Linked DNA regions of Mus musculus: region 1 is linked to region 2. The links are chromatin contacts, called in public Hi-C maps. All regions are on one chromosome and are shown on one strand. The core of a region is the stretch at or near the end of the contact, and the rest is flanking DNA. Distances in the headings are between cores, read along the strand shown.

Region 1 (3,687 bases), core at 1,048-3,547, 51 kb before region 2:
TTGTAGCTTTAAAAACGGCATGTAGTTGATAAATGTGGATTCTGTATAATAATCAGTAGTAGCTCTGCTTATTCACAGTCAACTGTGTTCCCACTCCCACAGTGCAAACATGCTCAGATATTTAAGAAAAGCTTCCTGACAAACCTAGATGCCAACTCTGTTATTCTTTCCTGGAATACCATGAGAGTAAAACTAAGAATGAAACACTCCCCAAATCAGATAATCAGGCAGTTGGGGTGGCAAATTCAACACCAGCTCCCCTCTGATATATTAGAATATCTAGGAGTTCAGAAATTAATTCTGAAGCATATAAAGAAAAAAGTTACCCCAGCACATATTTTTGCTGATATCAACACTATTTAAATTTATTACAGGGACTAATAATTACGGAAAACTGCAGAGTCTTATATTTGAAGAGGAATGCACAGTAGACTTTAGTAATAGTAGAGTTGAGATTTGTGACAGATTTTAAGCCCACTATTTGTTCCTCCTGAATCTCAATTTTTTTTTGAATTTACGGAAAAAAAAATAAATGTACAAACATTTATAAAAGGAAGGTCCATGCAATACAAATACGTCTGAAATATCATGTCGGCACAAATTTATATAAGCCACAAGAAAGATGCGTCCAAGGAACTACATCAAAACTATCTCAGATGGTCATACCAGTTCCACAATCCTGCATCCTGAAAAGTGGGTGGGTCCTTTCCAGACCCCAGAGAGTAGCTAGCTACAAGTTACCACACAGATAAATTTATTTCCAAATAGCCAAGATATACAAGCATGCGCACAATATTGTGCACCAGTGAATTAATAAACTATTGTAGATATGATATATACTAATGTGATGCCTTTATATACTTCAAGCTGCAATGGTCGATATGCACCATGAATCCGAAAAACGTGGGATAAAACCCAGAAATCCATTCAAAATAATAATAATTTTGGAATACATCCCTTTCTGTAAGCTACAGAAACGTTATCCCGAGTGTGAAGGTAGGGAGGGGGTTGTTACTCTGAGTTTCTCTCTTCCCTGGCTTCCCCCCCGCCCCCCCAATGAAGAATCTGATTCTATTTTACCCCTCCCACCCCGTGCTTGCAGATTGCTTGAGAAGACCAAGGCAGCCTGCTCAGCAGCAAAGAAACCGGCTGGCTGCGCAGGAGCTATATATAGCTCCTCCACCTTGGAGATGTGCACACACAGGCACACATACTGATGCCCATGCTGGATTTGGCATGGGGGGAGAAAAAGGACAGCCAGAAATGGCTACACCTCTCACTTCTTGCTTCTTTCCCACCATTCCTATTTTCCCCCCAGGATTTTTCCCAGCAGGGTATCTGATTTCCCTGCAATTCTTCTCCCTACTGCTACCAGCAATCTGATTCCAGCAGGAATCGGCACTGGGCCAACACCCAGTGCCCAAATGCGGTCACCCAGGGAGGATGCTTTGGAGCTCATCCTGACACAGCCACTTGATTAGATGAAGTGGTAGTTCCCCGTAGGAAACAGCGAGGCCGGTGGGAAACTGCCTTTCTGCCCTGCCCAATCCGCAGAACCTTGTGGAGGAGGTACGTTGGCTTTCCCTCAGATTGGATACATCAGAAAATGCGGAGATTCTCCCCAGTCACCAAGCCCTAAGGGAGCTGGTTTTTAGCCAGGGGAAGTACAAGCCCCTGCCTTCCTCATGGCCATCACCGGCAGCCAGCGCTGTGCTGGAGGGTACCCCGCAGGTGCGGGGGAGGGGAGCAGGCGGCGCCCCGCATGCGGAGCAGTTGAAGAGCTCACAGGACCCGCGGCTCCTGCAGCTGGCACGTCTGCGACCCCAGCCCCCAACCTCATCGACAGGGCAAACCCCAGGCCTGACCCCGCAGCAAGCTGCTGCGTCTGCGAGGAAAGTTGCCCAGACGCAGTGCCCCTTGGGGCCCCTTTCAGCAACCCTTCCCGGTGCATCACCCCGGCTCCAGCATCCAGACCATCACCACCCCCTCCATCCCATCTTCTGATTGGTGTCATAGGTGTCGCGGTGACAGCTACAGCGACCCCGGGAGCCGGGGTAACCAGGGCGGGGCAGGGGCTGGGTGGCCTCAGGGAAGCACGCGTTCCCTGTGCTCTGCAGAAGGGCGAGCCTGCCTCCTACCTGTTCCCCACTCCTGTCGCCTCCTCGCTGCCTGGCCCTACAGCTTTCCCGCTCCCGCTGCAAACAGCTGGGAGCGCATCTCCCACCAGCCCAGCGCCACTCCTCGCTTAGGCGGAGCCCACCCTAGCTACTTGACAGCAGTAGCCGGGGCCTCAGAGTGCAGTTATTGGGGCCGCGGGGAGAGGAGGCGGGGACCGGAGGGAAACTTGCACCTTTGATTGGACAGAGGAGATGTCATTCTCAACTCTAGGGTTTCTGTGGACTGACTCTTAGCTTCTGAGCCCACCAGCGAAGAGTCCTTGTAGTCCGCGGATTGAAAACCTTCTGCTTCTGGGTCAGAGGGCCTCTGAGAAGGGAAACTACCCTTAGAAACTACCATTAAAGGTTCCAAGAGGGAGGGAGGATCTGCCAAAGCCAGATCTCTGGAACTTTTAAAAGAGATTCTCTGCTCCTGGAGATTCAACCAGGGGCACCAGCAGAGGCAAAAAAAAATGCTCAGTATGAACGTGGACTTCAGTGAAGAAACAGAAAACGGGATGCACAATTAAGCGGAAAGAAATCGCAGTCAAATCAGAAATGGTGATTTTGTTCCTTTGCAGTTGCCTATCATTGACCACATAGGTCATGAAAGATTTCCTCAGAGCAAAAATTGTAGAAACTCTATATACCATTTAACCAAAATTTGCTTACATAGGGTCCTGTATTTAAAATGGGGGAAAATGCTATAAAATAAACGTTCAGAGTAAAGCAAACTGAGACATTTGCCATGGGCAATTCCGTGGGTGACAAGTGTTTATTTAAAGTAATGGCACAATACTGATCGATAACCAGTCTCTCACATGCTCAAGTTGTGGGGGGGGGGGGGGGGGTATATGAAACCAGACAGCTGGGTGAACCTAAGTCTGTTTTTTAAGAGGGCAAAATGCCTTTGTGCTCAAGTGTCACCTCTGCTATCTATCCAGGTGGAACCAGAAAGCTATATCTGAGGGACTCCTTAGCGAAAGACCAAGGAGAACTGTAAATAAAATTGGAGTAGTGTGTTCTCTCAGGACCTATTGAGGAAAGAAGACACCCACTTCTTCCAAAGAGCTCCATTTGTCTTCTAGCTAGGTAACTTAACCATCTTAACGCATGCTGAACATAAGAAAGAATGAATGTACATGGATGGGTTGGTAAAAGACCAGCCTCCTGGACCAAAGAGAAGGCTGATGCTACCCAAAGCTAAGTGCAGATGGTCAGTGCTCAGATTTTTAATACCATCGGGTCCATCTTGCTGTATTCTCTTTACAGCACTGTAAGACTCAGTCTTTACAGAAGAGGAGGGGGGGGTGTAATATACAAGGAACAATTGATTCGATCTGTTTGCCAGAGATAGTCTTGCAATTGCTACAAAGTATCAACAGCTCCTGAGTTGTTCCCTGCCCACCCCCCCATAACATGCCTGCTAGCTTTCTATCTTCTTCCTTTAATACACACTCCAGTTTTCCTACTGAACTGCACCAAATTCCTGGATTACAGTGCGCTTGTCCTGTGCCATCCATATTTTCTG
Region 2 (3,510 bases), core at 913-3,412:
GGCAGAAGTATCATGTACATAAAAAAATAATTTTAAAAGAGAAGTAACTTAGATAAGGAGGAGTTTATGTCAATGTATAGCTTAAGGGTACAGTCCATCCTGGGACTTATACCTGTGGGAGCATGGGATGACAGCTGGCCACAGTGCATTCAGTTAGGCAGAGTGGAAAACACTGTGATCATCTGCCTTCCTCCTTCGTATTTAATCTGGGACTGACCTCAGCCAGTGGAATAGTGCCATTTACACTCAGCAACTCTTCACACCTCAGTCAATCCAATCAAGTGATCAAATAATCCCTGACTGGCCTAGCCAGTAATTTTCCTAATCTAAATCATTTATCAAAAGCTTACCTTTTAGATTAAGATCAGCAACTTCAAAACTAAAACTTCCCAAGTTTTGAGAAATGAGAGGGTCACAAGCAGAGCAAAGATTAGAGAAATAGGTAATGTGGCCCAAGAGAGGAAAGCCAGAAGAAACTGAAAGGAGTCTAGGAGGAGATAACAAACCAGCTGTTTCCAGAGAGATGCTATCACAATGGCGGCTGCTGAGCCACAGAGTGGAGTGAGGCTCCAAAGTTGAGTCCGGCAGTACAGGCAAAAGGGCAGGACCACGTGAGCAGACAGATGGACAGCTGTTCCAGATGGGCAGACAGCAATTGAAGTAAGTGACATCAACAGCAGGGACTGAGCTGAGCTAAAGCTCCTGGGACACTTGACATTCCTCTAGCTTTTCTGGCTTTGACACATACCTTGGGTGATCAGATGACAGCCTGGCTGACCTACCTGATCATCTGTGTGGTGCCAGTTGCCCAGCATCCTCCTGGGAGCATCCCACGGCTGTGTCATAACCCTTCACACCGTGCACATGAATGGCTTTGGCAGCCGATGTTGTCACACTGCCTCTGCTGAAGTCACTGAACAGCCTATGATGAGCTGGATTCAAACAATTTTACTCAAGATTCTAAGCCACCTCAGGCTTAATGAAATGTTTTTTAATATTGTTTCTAGCACATATGTGACTTAATTATTTAAAATAAAAAATATTCTAAGTAATGATTGTCCCCTTCAGGGCATGCTCAAAATATAGTTTTCCATTTTCTCAGGTACTCTGCCTAAAATGAGATATATATTTTATCATAATATCATAATAGAAAAAGGTATTTTATAAAAAGATATAAAAGTGTACAATTATATTAAAATACCTTACCATGGTTATTATTTTTAAATGATTATGATATGATGAGTTAATTTCATAGCCACATTTGCAAAAATAGCAATGCAGAGAATGTAAGAAACTAGAAGTTAAAACAAATAATCTGCACTCATTTTTATAATAAAACACTCAAGTAAGTTCTGAAGTAATAAGAGAAAATAGAATGTAATACACAATAGTGGTAAATGGTTTTTTTTATAATATAATTCTTAAAATGCATATTATAGATGAAAAGAATTTCATCTTTCCTGCATGTCTCTGAGGGCTCTGCTGTTGAAGAAAAGAAAAAGATGCTTTTCATAACGAGGGAAGGAAAATGCCCAAAGACTTCTCTCTTGCTTCTTTTGCGACACATAGACAAAGACAGGCACTTCTGTAAAATGAACAACAAGAAGCCATTCTAAGACTACAGCTGTTATGTAGACTAGCTTTGGGTTTTGATCATGCAGAAGAAAGTTCCCTCTCTATTGTGAAGTTTCGATGTTAGCCTCTTATAGAATTTCATTTATATTTACTATCACAATTGTACATATTTAGGGAGTATGTACATATATTACAATTGTACATACTTATGGAGTATTTCAGTAGGTAAATACAATACGATGATACCAGGTCAGACATAAACCCTACTCTGGAAACATAAAGCCACATGATGTGGCTTCCAGGTTAAATTAACAACTTAGAGATTCAAGTGCTTGCCAAGCCTTCTGTCTTAAAGCGTTTTGTTTAAGATTACTTTGCATTAAGAATGGCTGTGGGGTTTTTCAAAAGATTATGAGACGCTCTTCTCGGAGAAAGCAAATCTTGCCCCAAAGCTAAGGGTATTAAATTCCTTAAAGAGATATAAAAATATTAGCATGGATTTGTTTACCCAGGCAACCCATCAGGGAAGAGAAGTGTGTGAGAAGCCTGTGGCGAGACAGCAACTGCTCTCGGGAAGCTTGCCAGTGTGGCTCTCTGGAGCCAGTGGAGGGAGCATGGCAAGCGCATGCATGTCAGGAGCTCTTAATGCACGGTCTCCTCAGATCTGTAGTGGTCTCTTCCCTGATCATGTATCATAACCATCATAATCACTGGGCCTTATATTTTGAAGAAATAGGTGATTTACTCTACTGTAAGCATATAACACTGAAATATTTTTAGAGAATAATAACAACTGGCTTATTTACAAGTTCTCCAAAGTAGGTTTCAAGATTTGAAGTTGGGAACTTTGCTAATATAATCTCATTAAGAATTCTGTCACTAGTGATTGCACACCTGGGGTGTGCTTCATTTTCCAACAAAATGTTTACAAGAATAAGTGAGTCCATGGTAGGTAGATGACATCCCGGGGCAGTCCTTATACATCACAGTACTTGGCAGAACAAATTAGACTCAACATGTTTTAGAAATTGAAATATAGAAGAACATTTTGATTGAGTAGGTAGGAATATGTCCAGGAAATATTGGGGAAGGGCCATCAATATGATCAAAATGCATTAATTCTCAGAAAGTTAATAAAAGATATTAACAAAATAATATTTAAACATGTTCAAGCTGGCTTCATTCTAATGATGTAGGGATAGTAAAAAAAAATACAAGCTATTAACTGTGATCTACCACATAACTAGACTTATGGGCATAAACTATATAGTTCTTTCCATGATATAAAAAAGCCCTTGGCAAAGTCCAACAATATTCCATGACCAAAGTCTAGGGATACAGGAAACATAAATCAATAAAATAAAGGCAAACCCACAGGCAACATCATGCTGAATGGAGAAAAACTTCTAGCATTTTACTAAGCTCAGGAATTCAGGGAAGGTCTTGAAGTGCTAATTACAGCAATTATACAAGTGAAAAAAGATAAAGGAGATACAAAGGGGAGAGGAAAAAAGTCAACATATCTTTATTTGTAGATGATATGATTCTATATATCAAAGATCCTAAAGACTCCACCAGAAACCTTCCAGAGCAGATAAACATATTCAGCAAAATAGCAGGCTACAAAATTAAACTGGAGTAAAATCAGTAGCCTTCCTATGCACGTGACAAAGATAGTGAAAGAGACATCAGGAAACAGTGCCAATCTCAATAGCCTGAAACTCTAAGAAGTGAGAACTAGACAACGAAAAAGATAAAATACTAAAGAAGATGCCAGATGATAGAATAATCTCTTATGCTGCTGGACTAGTAGTGCCAATATTGCCCACCTCTGTGTCTGACCTCACAGTCTCTTGACTATTGGGTTTAAAAACTTTCAAACTGTGTTAACAGACCACTCATTTCTACAGATCATAGGCTAATGATGTCGATGGC

The links. Hi-C and Micro-C count contacts between places; a contact is called where the count stands out from the background.
Region 1: a Hi-C map of cerebellum shows a contact between it and region 2, with 1.5 times the contacts expected there. The contact joins the promoter of Cntn1 here to the enhancer-like site in region 2. A contact is called at or near these places in 3 of 39 promoter capture datasets (macrophages, neutrophils and pre-B cells), 2 of 484 Hi-C or Micro-C datasets (cerebellum and neurons), 1 of 115 datasets of contacts at active chromatin or transcription factors (embryonic stem cells) and 2 of 9 other capture datasets (adipose tissue and liver).

Annotation. Positions count from the first base shown.
Region 1 is chr15:92,049,775-92,053,461 of GRCm38.p6, reverse strand. Cntn1 (contactin 1) reads right to left here and starts at 2,297. Exons shown (of 24, transcript NM_001159648.1): 1 at 2,139-2,297.
Region 2 is chr15:91,998,938-92,002,447 of GRCm38.p6, reverse strand. No RefSeq gene overlaps it. Among named protein-coding and RNA genes, the nearest start is that of Cntn1, 50 kb to the left of the region's middle. Within about 2 kb of position 2,162, at least 1 of the 459 cell types and tissues checked has an H3K27ac peak or open chromatin away from gene starts, as enhancers often do. A contact at or near this core is called in cerebellum, where this site is marked.